Linked DNA regions of Mus musculus: all the other regions are linked to region 3. Evidence: chromatin contacts called from public promoter capture Hi-C data. All regions are on one chromosome and are shown on one strand. The core of a region is the stretch at or near the end of the contact, and the rest is flanking DNA. Distances in the headings are between cores, read along the strand shown.

The links. Promoter capture Hi-C pulls out the DNA fragments that hold promoters and counts their contacts.
Region 1: a promoter capture Hi-C map of neural stem cells shows a contact between it and region 3. The contact joins the promoter of Snd1 here to the promoter of Lrrc4 in region 3. A contact is called at or near these places in 14 of 39 promoter capture datasets (the 3T3-L1 cell line, 3T3-L1-derived adipocytes, the HPC-7 cell line and 9 more), 7 of 484 Hi-C or Micro-C datasets (cerebral cortex, cortical neurons, embryonic stem cells and 2 more), 11 of 115 datasets of contacts at active chromatin or transcription factors (astrocytes, bone marrow-derived macrophages, cardiomyocytes and 6 more) and 3 of 9 other capture datasets (adipose tissue, liver and pancreatic islet).
Region 2: a promoter capture Hi-C map of hippocampal neurons shows a contact between it and region 3, with 7 times the contacts expected there. The contact joins the enhancer-like site here to the promoter of Lrrc4 in region 3. A contact is called at or near these places in 6 of 39 promoter capture datasets (the 3T3-L1 cell line, 3T3-L1-derived adipocytes, hippocampal neurons and 2 more), 11 of 484 Hi-C or Micro-C datasets (cerebellar granule neurons, cerebellum, cerebral cortex and 4 more) and 4 of 115 datasets of contacts at active chromatin or transcription factors (SST interneurons, embryonic hindbrain, forebrain and 1 more).

Annotation. Positions count from the first base shown.
Region 1 is chr6:28,477,779-28,482,216 of GRCm38.p6, forward strand. It overlaps Snd1 (staphylococcal nuclease and tudor domain containing 1), which reads left to right and starts at 2,570. Exons shown (of 24, transcript NM_019776.2): 1 at 2,570-2,864. The coding sequence starts at 2,787.
Region 2 is chr6:29,143,307-29,147,612 of GRCm38.p6, forward strand. It overlaps Rbm28 (RNA binding motif protein 28), which reads right to left. Exons shown (of 19, transcript NM_133925.2): 10 at 248-357. Among named protein-coding and RNA genes, the nearest start is that of Rbm28, 19 kb to the right of the region's middle. Within about 2 kb of position 2,860, at least 45 of the 459 cell types and tissues checked have an H3K27ac peak or open chromatin away from gene starts, as enhancers often do. A contact at or near this core is called in cerebral cortex, hippocampal neurons and liver, where this site is marked.
Region 3 is chr6:28,828,889-28,833,103 of GRCm38.p6, forward strand. Lrrc4 (leucine rich repeat containing 4) reads right to left here and starts at 2,859. Exons shown (of 1, transcript NM_138682.2): 1 at 1-2,859. The coding sequence starts at 2,726. The coding sequence ends at 768. All of the region lies in intron 16 of Snd1 (staphylococcal nuclease and tudor domain containing 1), which reads left to right.

The DNA.
Region 1 (4,438 bases), core at 1,320-3,819, 350 kb before region 3:
AGGGATATACTGTGGGACACACTGTTCTCTCAGCTTCCAGGACGAGATGTTTTCTATACTTGGTTGTTTGTTTGTGTGTCTTTTATTTTGGATGGCTGCAGGGGCAAAGGGTGGATATGAGGGGACAGGGAGATGAGCAGGCCTGGGGTGCATGATATGAAACTCACAAAGAATCAATAAAAAGTTAACAAAAGAAAAAAAAGGTTCTGGTAACAGACAGCAAGATTAAAACTTAATCACCTAGCTTGATAGTGTGTGATACAATAGTTACCAGTCATGTGTATTAAATTAATTAAAGTTAATATTAAAAACTCCCTTCCTTAATTGCACGTGCAATACTGCAAGTTCTCATTAGCTACAGCTGGCTGGTGCCTCCCATGTTGGATAGGGCAGGAAGAGAACATTGCATCACTGCAGAAAGATCTAGACAATACTGAGCAAGCCTTTCCCTATAAGTCAATATACACTAAAACTACAAAAGAGGAGCACAAGTAGCTGAAAAGTAGTTCGGGGCCAGGTATGCTCTGCTAAGGAGCTGAAGTCTGGCCTGATGTTGAGGGACTGGCATGATTAGAAAGTGCCTTATGGTAAGAACAGCGGACTAGTGGTCTGGAGGACCGAAATGGGAGACAGCTGAACAGTGGACACAGAAGGCTCTTGCACAGCAGTGTCCACTGCATTCCCCCCCCCCCCCCCATGGGAAGCTTGTTAGAGAATTAAACATCTTTGTCTAGGTTATGGATTCTATAGACTTGGCAGAGGATGAGGTAGGTTTGTCTACCAGAGAAGCAGGTAGAGGCCTAAGATAAGATTATTTATGGTAGACAGTTGAGTTCATATCTTGACTCTGTCCCTTAAGATACTGACCTAGCACTGCTCACTAGATTTTTTTTCAAACTACATTTTTTATGTATATGTTATATATATCTGTGTGTGTATGCAAGCATCACATGTCACAGTTTGCCTGAGAGGTCAGAGGATAGCTTGCAGGACTTGGTTTTCTTCCTCCACCATGTGGGTCCCAGGGACTGAACTCGGGTTATCTACCTTGCAATGCAATCAACTTTACCTGTTGGAGCCCTTTGAGATTCCTATTCACTTAAAAATAAACAGACAGAAAACAAAACATCAATGCTCTCCTTTGAAGAAACAGATCATATGGACTTTGTAGGCTTGTCTTAAGGACTAACATATTCTTCAGGGAAAAAGTATTTAACAGGCAGTGTATACTGTGCATGTTCATGCTCCACGTAATTTGGTTGTTAGGACTGACTAGTAGGATCAATGGTTGTGTAGAAATAGAAAATTAGTACAAGCAAAAGAGAATTAACTGGCTGAGTAGGGGGGAAAGGACAGTAACTATGATCAGAAAATGAGATGTTTGGAATTAGTTTCAACTGCTTCAACTATCCTGGAGAGAGTGGCTACACTGTTGCAAAGGTCAAATTCACTAAAGATGAGGTCTTAGAGCTGAGCTACCAGTGTACTGGGCAACCCCTCAAAATTGTTTTATATATGTGTGTGTGTGTGTGTGTATCTATCTATAAAGATCCGTTTTCTCTTTTGAATAGGGTGAATTCGTGGTACAGACTTGGCTTTGGAGCTATAGGAAGATGCTGACCCCAAAACTTGACCCTGATTTGAGACATGCGTGACTACTCAAACTTCTTAAAACAGGCTATAGTGGAAGTAGTGTCTTTAGCGTAGGTCCAGGTTTTATTATTAAATAATACATACAAGAACCTGTGCTCTAAAACGGGGCACTCCAAGACCATAAATTCTCCCTGAATATCCACTTGAATATGGCTTTCCTGATCCACCTCGAGCTGAGATTAGCAGTGAGTTAGGACTGTCTCCCGCTCAGCCCTGGGATGGCAAATCCCAAGGTTTTTCCTAACCTCAGTTGGAGCAGGAGGGAAGGAGCCGAAAAACGAGGCTATTCTCAGTGTGCAGGACGAGTCATCCTCTAAGAGATGCTTATTGCTTCCATCAACAAACATGAGCGGAACTCACAAGCACTAAACCCCAGTGATACTCCGGACCACCGGGAGATTCGCGGCCACATTCCGGGTCAAGACTAACATCAGCAGGTTACCCAATGGCGGCGACTTTCAAAAGTTTCCTCTGCTTTGCGGAGGTGAAACGTCAGAACTCTGAGAGCAGTAAGGTTCCTTTGGGACGGCCCCAGGCCCTTGTCGTCCAGTTCCGGTGTCCAGCTCCGTACACGTGGGCGCTTTGCCGCTTGAGGGGCGGGGCAGGAGCAGAACCTCCGCTGGAGGGCGAGGCCCGCCCCGCCTTCGGGGCTCCCATGGCTCCCCGCGCACCACTGCCAGATGCTGACGTGTCCTTTCCTTCCCACTACACCTCCCGACACCACCTTCTCAAGACTTCCCCGGAAGTCCCGCCTCAAAACCATCCCGTCACCGCAAATCAGCTCTTTCAGCGCTTCCTGGAGCTCCGCACCCGTTTTGGGACCAAAGGGCGGAGCTTCATAAAGAGAGTGCCTATTGGCTTGAGTTCCAGCGGGTTCTGGACGCTAATTGGCTAGAGGGCGGTGGCGCTCTGGCACGCTTGCGCGGCGAGTAGAACGTGTGGCGGCGGCGGAGATCGCGTCTCCTCTTTTGCTCCCAGTCCCGCTGGTGTTCTAGTGTGCGCCTGGCGCTTCTGTCCAGCCCACCGACGGTAGCCTGTCGCCTGCCTGCTCCTTGTCGCTGCAAGCGCCGACACCCACCCTGACACTTCCAGTCCGGCCGGCCGCCCCACTCGCTGCCTTTCCAGCTCCACACATGGCCTCCTCCGCGCAGAGCAGCGGCTCCTCCGGGGGACCCGCGGTCCCCACCGTGCAGCGGGGCATCGTCAAGATGGTGAGAGCGGGACCCTGGACCCGGACCCCTCTGCTGCTTTGGAGCAGGAGCCAGGCATTGACTTCCTTCTCTCCCGTCAGCCTGCATGGTCTCAGTTTGCTTTTCCTCTGCCCCTTCCTCACTCTCCACCTACTCTCCGAATCTTCACCAGGCAGAACCCGAGAACGAACTTATCTTGACTTTTGCCTCCCGGGCAACCTGTCCATGATTCGCTCGCTGTGATTTTCGTGGGTCGCGGCTTTCGGAGCCCCTACCTGTTTACCAGAAGCAGGTCTATTACCGGTTCATTAACGGAGATAGTTCACGGATAGTTACTCCCATCCCCCTCTTTCTGTCCATTTTGACATATGCCGATTAGTTCGCAGTTTCTCTAGATCCGGACATCTTTTCCTGGAACCCCGGGAGTGCTTGGCTGTCACGAAGCTTGTCTCTGTCCACTGACTCACTTATTCACCCAAAGTTTTCTCAACTCTTTCCCCCTTTTATCTCAATGTCTAGTTTCTAGGCCTGGAAGCTCCTGATTTTCGTGTATTTTTAAATTAAAAATTTAGCCTGGCAGGGATCTTATACTAAGTAGCATTTCTTCACTTCTTAAGGACAAGGAGCCTGTTTTTAAAGAGAGTAACTAACTTGCCTTAAGGGCACATGGCGGTTTGGAGTGGAGCCAATAATAAGAGTCCAGGTGTTCTGATTCCCTGTGTAGGGTTCTTATTATAGATCCTGCTCACTTACCTTTGCTTTCTTTATTCGGAATTTTGAATTCCATCACCTCCACTTCCACACTAATTTTGTAGCATAAGTTCTGTTCTATTTCTTATATTGTTTCTCCTTTTTTTCCTCCCACATCTTGAGGTCTGACATTTCTCGTTTGTTAACAGATTTTTCTGTTTAAGATGGCTGTGATCTTTTCGATTGCTTTTCATATTGTAACTCCAACGACTTTTCTCTCCAGAGTGGAAGACAGTTTCCCCAGAGAGCCAGTTTTTGAAACTTTTTTTGTTTTTGCTGTCCCTGTTGTCTTTCTCAGGATTAATATACTCTGCAGGGGGATCCGGGGAGATGGCTCAGTGGATACAGGTGCTTGCTGCTCAGTCCTGAGGACCCCGGTTCGCATCTTCACGGCACACATTAAAGCTGGACGTGGCTGTTCCACTGCCTGGAACCTTTGTGCTGCACGTGGCGCTGGTGGACCCTGGGCTTTTGCTGTTCCACCAGCCTAGCTAAAAATATCAGGCTTCGGGTGCATTGAGAGAGAGAGACCTTTTCTCAAGTGGGTGAAGAGCAGTAGAGGAAGGCACTGATATGGATGCTTTCCTGTGCTCCAGCATCTTTGGCCCTCTGCATGGGTGTTCAGGCACAGGTTCCCTATCAGGCACCCACATATGTGTGCACACATGGACACCCTTTTTAATTATTTAATGTGATCACACTGTCACTCTTTTCACACACACCAGAAGAGGGCATTGGATCCCATTACAGATGGTTGTGAGCCACCCTGTGGTTGCTGGGATTTGAACTCAGGACCTCTGGAAGAACAGTCTGTACTCTTAATGCTGAGCCATCTCCCCTGCTCC
Region 2 (4,306 bases), core at 1,610-4,109, 310 kb after region 3:
TGCAAAGGAGAACAACAAATAGAATTCATTTTCTTAAAGTAAGTAAGCAAGAGCTTTAAAGGCTGAGACAAAATTAAGGCTGGCAAAGCCATTAAATTGCTGAATTCCACGTCACGAAGGACAATCTCAAAATGTCCTTGGGCTTTTAATGGAAGCCAAGCCAGAGACAGAACAGACTGTGTACCGACCAGAACGGCATGGTTTATGCTCTTTCCTGATGTCGGGCCTGGTCAGCCGAGGGCAGTACCTTTAGAATGCTCTGTGTCTGGATGCAAGACAACTCGGACATACTTAAGATCCCCAAACTGTTGGAGGACCTCGCCAAGTGCCTCTTCTTCTGAGTCAAATGAAAGATTTCTGTGGAAGAAAAACAGGTCACACGAATTTCAGTGACAAAGCAAGACCTTGAGTTTTGATCTGAGGTATATGAATTAGACATCGACAAATGATGTCTGCCTTGTTCACATCCATTCTCCCTTCTTCAAAATAGCAGTAGCACACAAGAGCGGCCCCTAGTGGCTAAGCCTTGGTCTATCAGTCTGGCCCTATGTCCCAACCTTCCTATATCAGATTCTGTCACTTGAAAATTTAAAATTTAATAGACAAAAAAAAAGCCAAAAAAACTAAAAGCTGCAGATATAGATACATTAACTTCGAAACTGAAGTGTCACAGATACTGGAATGATACAGATATGCTATAGCATGACCTGATAATCATGTGGCTATATAAATGAAAACTTTGCTTAGCTGTACCCTTAAAGTAATACACTTTACAGAAATACCTTGTGCCTTCATTTTTTTTTTTTAAAGATGGCATCCTAGAGAAAAGACCCACAACCTCCAGCAGCGGGAATCTAAATTTCCCAGACTTTCACTGCCTACTCAAGATTTGCATCTAGACAACACCGATTCTGTGAACAAACCAGTATTCATCCAGTCTGTTCTCTTTCACTCACTGGGGCTGAAATTAGTTTTTCTTATTACAACCAGAAGTTTTCACGGGAGTCTGGTAAGAAACATGTTTTTCTTTTATTGAATTAGACATATTCCCCGCCATGTTTATATGAAATCTGGATCTCAGTTAAAATTTTCTAACGAGGGCAAAATCTTTCAAAATAACGCAAAAGAAAAACATGTTAAGATGACTAGGTCACGGTGAGATGACTAGGCAAACGGGAAGGGAGAAGGGGAGAGAGAAAGGGGGAAGGGAAAAGGAAAGAGCAGGAACCATACATTGAATATCCTTAATCTGAGAAGCTAAAGCTTTTTGTGTATTTTTAAAATGTTTAGTATGCATATACATGCATGTGCACCATGAAATGCATGTGATGATTACAGGACAATTTGTAGGAATCTAGTTCTCTCCTTCCAGCATGTAAATCCTGAATATCAAACTCAGGTTGTCAGGCTGTGTCAAGCCTTTTCGTACCAAGCCATCTCACTCAGCAGTCTGCCTACAATTTAGTAAACTAACCTGACCTAGAAAATGCAGTAGGACCTAACTCCACTCTGTATATTCCCCTGGAAACAAAAGGCGTATCTTTCTGTATTCTGGACATGACTTTAAAAGAGAAGCTAGAGGCTAGCTGGGATGTAGCTCAGTTGGCAGAGTGCTTGCTGGTGTCTTAGTTTGCTTTTTATTGCTGTGATAAAGCCATGACCAAAAGCAAGCTGGTGGGGAAAGGGTTTATTACAGCTCGCCCCTGGAACTGGAGTTGCAGACTGCTGTTGAAGGTATGAGGCCAAATCTGCTTTTGGCCTACAGAATCTCCCATGCACACCCTCCTCTCCATCCAACAGTGGCTAACTGGGGAGTTTCCCCCCAAACTCCCTACATTCCTACACTTGATAAGTACATTCCATTCAGTTCTGTGTGGTTAGCAAAGCTTTCTTTTCACTTTGGGCGGTTGTACTGCTAAGATCTGGAGTCCTCCGCCTCTGAAAACCCTGTCCACAGGTTCTAGATTCTTCCTTAGGCCCACTGGGGTCTCTCTCTTGGTGACATGAGTCTGCTGTGACCCCTTTGTCCCAGAGATCTCAAGATACATACATGAAGATGCCCAGTCTCTCAACTTAGACCCACGGGCCTCCACTGGTGATAGAAATGTTTCCTGCACCAGTAAAACACATTAATAGTGCACTTTAGCTCCCAAATGCATCTCTGCTTTCCCTTCTGCTGCTCCAAGCCCTGTGCTGTGACTCTTACACTCTCTGAACAGTCCTACATGACACTGTAAGCCTCTGCAGCATTTCAGTCTTAGGAGTACTGACTGGCAGGCACTTCGTGCTCACCAGCTGCTGGGCTGCTCATGCAGCCTACCTCACCCACACCTCCCTACAGCCCACACTGCCTGAGCCTACCTCAGCAAGGATGCTACACTCCTCAGGCCCCCACTACAGGAGGTCCCCCTTCTCCTTACCCATCAACTGCCCGCCCAGCTATACTTATTTCCACGTCAGCCCTGCCACTCTGCACAGCCCAGTCTGCCCTCCAACACTCCGTAACAACCCCGTATCTTCTCTCCAGTCTCCCTAGGAACTGCAGCTTCCTGAGCCCTATGTCTGGCTCACAGTGAGATCCTTTCCTCGCTATCTCCTCCATGAGCTGCCTGCTAAGTCTGACAGCTCTCTTGGGTCCCTCTGGGCCTGCGCAATGTCCTTCTTGGAAGTCCTGGAGCTTCTTTATGTCCATGTCTGGGCTACTGTGACCCCTACCCTTCACTCCCTCTTCTGCCACTGTGGCCCCCAGAACTTGTTCCAGCTGCAACCTAACAGCTCCTCCCTCCCCCTCACCGTTGTCTCTTCAAAAAGCTCCCTCCGTTCAGCCTGATGGCAAGCCCACTCCAATCCTAAAGCCAATTTCCCACCACCTACCGTCCAGACGCCAGCTCTCCCTCTGCTGCTACGCTACTGTTACAACTGCCTCCACTTCCTCTTCCCAGCTCCCTTCCTAAAGCCAAATTCTCCACTGTTGACTGAACTACAATACAATTTATTTATGGTTGCCTTATCAGATACCTCTCTCATTTGACCCTCCCTCCACCAAAGCCCTCACCATCAGCCCAACTTATTAACCATTTCCTGCCAGACACTGACTTCAGCTTTAAAGCCGGCCATACAAAAGTCATATTCTGTAATGACAAGAAGTTTATTACATTTATGGTTTACAAAAATAAGTTTTCTTTAGCCTCATGCATATGTATTTTCAAGGTTAAGCCTAAAATCGGGTATACTTAATATATGGCCCTCAAACTCCTCAGAGATCTGCTGAATATGGCATTTAAAATGTTCAATAAAAAACTTCCCACAATAAATAGAGAGCTCCTTCTAACAAGAAAACGTTAAGGTCTCCAAAGAAGGCAAATGGGGAACAACTGCAGCTGACTCCACCTGGACCGCAACACTAACCGCTCCCCGGGGAAAACTGCCACCCCCTCCCCCGCAGCAGGAATCCACACAAGCTGTGGACACTGGATTGACTGCTATACTTTGCCTTATCAGAATAAGGTCAATGTTCCCAAGGCCGCCCTTCCTCTACAGGAAGAATTCCTCAGCCCTAGTCTGACAGCCAAAGGCCTGCTGCTCTGGGACAACTATTAAATGCAGTTCTTTTCAGACAACTGAAGACGGACTGCTTCTGCAGTGAACCATGTGAGCCTCAAATGACTAAGTAAGTCTTTGTCATTTTTATTGCTATAAAAACAATTTAAACTGTACTTCTTACTCAAATCTATCCCTCTCAGGTCTCTGGTGACATTGGTGAGTAGCTGCAGCTTTAACAACAGCCAACACCCAGCAGCCTGCTCGGTCCATTTCCTATAGACAGGCTACACACTAATACCTGAATTTCTAAAGCTTATAAGAAACAGACAAAAAAAGTTATGTAGGTTAAGAAAAAAAAAAAAAAAAAAAGGCTGGGCAGTGGTGGTGCACGCCTTTAATCCCAGCACTCGAGAGGCAGAGGCAGGAGGATTTCTGAGTTAGAGGCCAGCCTGGTCTACAGAGTGAGTTCCAGACAGCCAGGGTTACACAGAGAAACTCTGTCTCGGGGGGGGGGGGGGGGGGAGTGATACAAGTTATACAGGTCTAAGAAAGTAATTTAAAGTATACACAGCTCTGACATTATGACAGTCCAAGGAAATGTGTTAAGTTCTGAAGATACAAAAGCATAAGTAAGTCATAAAGGTCTGAGAAAGTGATTAACTTAAGGTGTGTGAGAAGCTGTTTTGGACTTCATTCCTCTGCTCTGTGCTACTGTTGGGTCCCACGGCCTGAATACACAGCAGTCCTCCACACCCCTCCAGAC
Region 3 (4,215 bases), core at 1,609-4,108:
AGAGTGGGTTATGCCCAACTGCAGGAATCTGGTGCAATGTGAAAGCATTTGATGGAGAGCTACGCCAGCTCCCTTCCTTCCAAGCTGTCTTGAAGCATTGTCAGGGGAGACACATGCCAGTCTGAAGGCACAAACCCAGAGGATTTGCGCACACGTACAAAGAAACAACCTCTGGAAGGATTAGTTGGAATTTTGGTGGTTTTCCTACTTAAAATACATTTACAGATCTATCTTCCCCATTGTCTCTGTAGGGGAAAAAAAATCACCGCTCAACCTTTGGGCACAGTACAAATTTGTGATGCTTTTTAAAATTATTTTGTTTAATAAGATAGATCTGTAAAGACAGCTCTCAGCTTAAGAAAGGTGTCTATAGAAATGGTATTCCTAGATCCTGTAAAGCATCTTCTAAAAATTGACAGATGCAGGCTATCCTCCCTGCCCCCAGCAGCCCACACCCTGCCACTTTAGGGGTGTTGGTTGTTTTAGTTTGTTTTGTCTTAGCAGTTTCCACCTTACAGCAGTTGACTTGAGGCTCCTACCCACAACATTGCCAAGAACCCCTTCCCTCCCCTTTAAATAGAACTTACAAGTTAGAAAATAGTTTTGTTTTCATTTTTTTGTTTTTAAATTTTAATATAATCTTTTTTAACCAGCCCATAGATTTAATATATAAGCATATACAAGAAAAAGTCTCTCCCCACTCTGTACAAAAGTTGCTCTTTTTTGTGCATTCTATTGCATTTTATAAGTTTTTGAGGGAGGGGGAGTCATATTTGAGTTTCCTGTACCTTGTCCTTGGTATGGGTCTGAATTATATAAGGTTCAGAGATAGTGGTGACTGTGGGGTGCAGAGAGTTCCCCAGGCTGTTTTCTGTCCAGTGGGCCCCATGTGCTGGTTTGTAGGTGTTGTAGTTAATATGGTCATGTATTGTGGGCAACACTACTGCCCCCTCACCTGATACACCGGACGGAGCTGCTGTTGCTGCTGCAGGTGCTGCTGCTGGGATGTCTTCATCCACCTGGATAATCTCTACTGTCCTGGCAGCTGTGACTGTACTCCGCTGCTGGTGCCGCTTGCGAAGTTTATAGAAGACAATCAACATGGCAGCAGCTAGGAGAGTCACTGCCACAAAGCAGCCAATGATGATCTTGGTGGTCTTCATGACTTCATCCAGGCTGGTCTGCATCTTGTCAGTGGTATCTGTGGAGGGTACTGGCACCTGCTTGGGCACACGGGTGGTCTGAATGAGCACCGTGGTAGAGGTGGTATATGCCGGCTGGTAACCAGTGGATGTGGTGGGAACAGGCTTGTACTTCCGTGTTATGTCCTCAGGTGATATCTCTGTGGTTTCCACTGTTACAGTGGTGAAGAAGCTGAAGTTGGGGGTGTTGAGCTCGGCCGAGCTCACATTGAGGTAGGCCGAGGCATTGGAGTTGCCTGCCACATTGGTCACCATGCATGTGTATACTCCAGTGTCTATGAGCAGCACACGAGAAAAGTTCAAGGTGCCATCATTGAGAACAGAGATCCGGGGATGCCGGGAGGCGTGGCTGAGCACTGTCCCATTGGGCAGCAACCACTTCACAGAGGACATAGGGGGAGTCCGACACTTCAGTTCTGCCATCCGATCCTCAGAGATATTGAGGTCCCGGGGTGCATCCATGATGAAAGGGGCAGAGCACTGAAAGGCAGCCTGGTCCACCTCTACCAGGTAGCGGCCTCGCATGTGCATGGGAGCATGACAGCGGCCACAGCAGGTGGAATTGGTTGGGATATACTCCCGAAGCCACCAAGCCAGCCACAGAATATCACAATCACAGTTCCAAGGATTGTGGTGTAGGTGCAACTCCACCAGGTATCTCAGGGGTGTGAAGAGGTCATGGGGCAAAGATGAGAGGTTATTGTGGGCTAAGTTGAGTTCCACGAGGGAAGCCAGTCCGTCAAAAGCATTCCGCTCAATCAGGCTGACCTGTGAGTTCATCACCCACAGTTTTTTGAGGGAGCTTAGGCCATGGAAGGACCCAGGCCTGATCTCAGGAAAGTGGTTCCCTGACATCTCAAGCTCCTCGAGCCCCACCAGGGGTGTAAGATTGGGCATATCCTTAATGTTGCACATGCCCAAGTTCAGGTACTTGAGGTTGAACAGCCCCTCAAAAGCCCCCTCAGAGATATACTCCAGCTTCTTGAGTTCCCCCAAGTCCAGACGCATGAGGGAGGGCACCCGGTTGAAGGCATAAGAAGGGATGCTCTCAATGGGATTGTTTCGCAGCCAGAGCTCCCGCAGTTTGGACAGGTACTCAAAGGCCCCACTGGGGATGACTGTCAGCCAGTTGTCGAACAGTTCCAGAGTGTTGAGACTGGCGAGGCCATTGAAGGCCCCCACCTCTATCTGCCTGATGGAGTTCCTGCCCAGCTGCAGGACCTCCAGGTGATGGAGGTGCCTGAAGGTGTCGGCCTGAATCATCTGGATGTTGTTTTCCATGAGGTTGAGATACCGGGTGTTGGAAGGAATACCCTGTGGGACCTCAGAGAGTCCCCGGCGGGTGCACACCACCTTGCTGAACTGGTTACTGCAGGAACAGACGGAGGGGCAGTTTTGGGGCCCGGCTGAAGCGGCAGCAGCGATGGCTGCACACAGAATCCACACTTGCGCCGTGAGGTAGACGACGGGAAGCAGGACGGCATTCCAGGTGTGGTGCACAGTTACCTGCCACAAGAGCTTCATGGTGTGGCACGTTCATAATTCACCATCGCCTGGGATTTTGGCTTGGAAAAGAGAACCAGCCTTACCCCGGCTTAAGTGAGCTAGGAGCTCCTCTTTCCATCTGGAGAAGGAGGTGGGGAGGGGGCGATTAGAGACAAGCAGATCGGCCTAGAAAAACCCTGCGAAACTACTGAGCGGCCCCTCATCTACCAGCCCACCCTCAAGGCCAACCCATAGAAAGCTAAGACTCTCTCCCACGTTGCGACCATCCCCACCCAATTCCCTGTCACCTACCTCGGAAGGAAAGCAGGAAAGAATTAGCGCTGTGTCCTTAAGCTTTCTCCACGAGAGCTGGGCTCATCGTTCCCATTCTGACTTTAGTTTTAATTAACAAAGGGGGAAGTAGTGGGGGCAGGGAGGGCAGAGGGGAGGGGAGGGGAGGGGTAGGGGAGACAAAATGGCTTCTAGTAAATCCGGAGCCGGCGAAGCCGCGGAGTTGAGGCGCGCCAGGGAGAGCCAAGGCCCGGCGGGCTATGCAGGTGCATGCCCCCCCGAGAGCCCGAGGAGCGGCGCCACCAGCGCTTCCCTGCTTTGTCCTTGGACCCTGGCACCAGCTTGTTCCAGTCGCGGGAGAAGGCGCTTCATCGCCAAAGTGTGTCTCCAGCCCCCAGCCCTCTCCCTGGGCCGCCGCGGGGGATGGGGGTGCGGGGGCGCTCCCGAAGCCGCCCAGGCCGCGCTCGCTGGTTGCTGCGCTGCTCTCCACTCTGCTTTCCCAGCGTCGGCCGCCCAGAGCTGGCGGCAGCTGATTGCAGTCGTGAGCTCGCGGGGCTGCGAGAGTTAAGAGGTGTTCGCTGCGCCTTCGCCCTCCCTAGGCACACACCCCCTTTTCTCTTCGCCTCTTCTCGGAAGGGTTAAAAAGACAAAAACTGGGCTCAGTTCTCCAGTCCCGCCGTCTGCTGGTGCGGGGAGCGGTAATCCGTCCAGCCCCAGAGGGGCAGCGGCGTGGACGTGGTGCTGGGACCCAGTCCGCGAACGGAGGAGCGCGCAGCGCCCGCGGTCGCGCCCGCACCGCAGGCCCCTTCAGGGAGTCCGGGGGCGGGCGCGGGTCCGGCAGCGGCGGCGGCCGCAGCCCCCGGCAGCGCGCAAGCGCCCGCCGCCGCCCGCCACTGCTGGGCTCCCGGCGCGCCGCCGGCCCCGGCTTTGTGCGGAGAGTGCGAGTTCGCCGCTGGGCTCCCGGAGCCTTCAGCAACGGAGCTGCCAGCGGGCTGCTGCAGCGGCCAGAGCGCTGGCGACGGCAGCGTGAGCAGTGGGGGTAGCGGCTGCGGGAAACGCTCCGAAGCCGGTGAACATGGTCCCCGCTGGCTAGCGGCGGCGGTGGCAGCAGCGGGGCCCCTGCGCTCGGCGCCCACCGTCTCCTCCTCGCGCCGGGCTCGCGGTGTTGCAGGTGGCAGCCACGCAGACTGCTCTCTCATCCTTTTGTCCTTCAGTCAGAACGTGAATGTACTGCTGA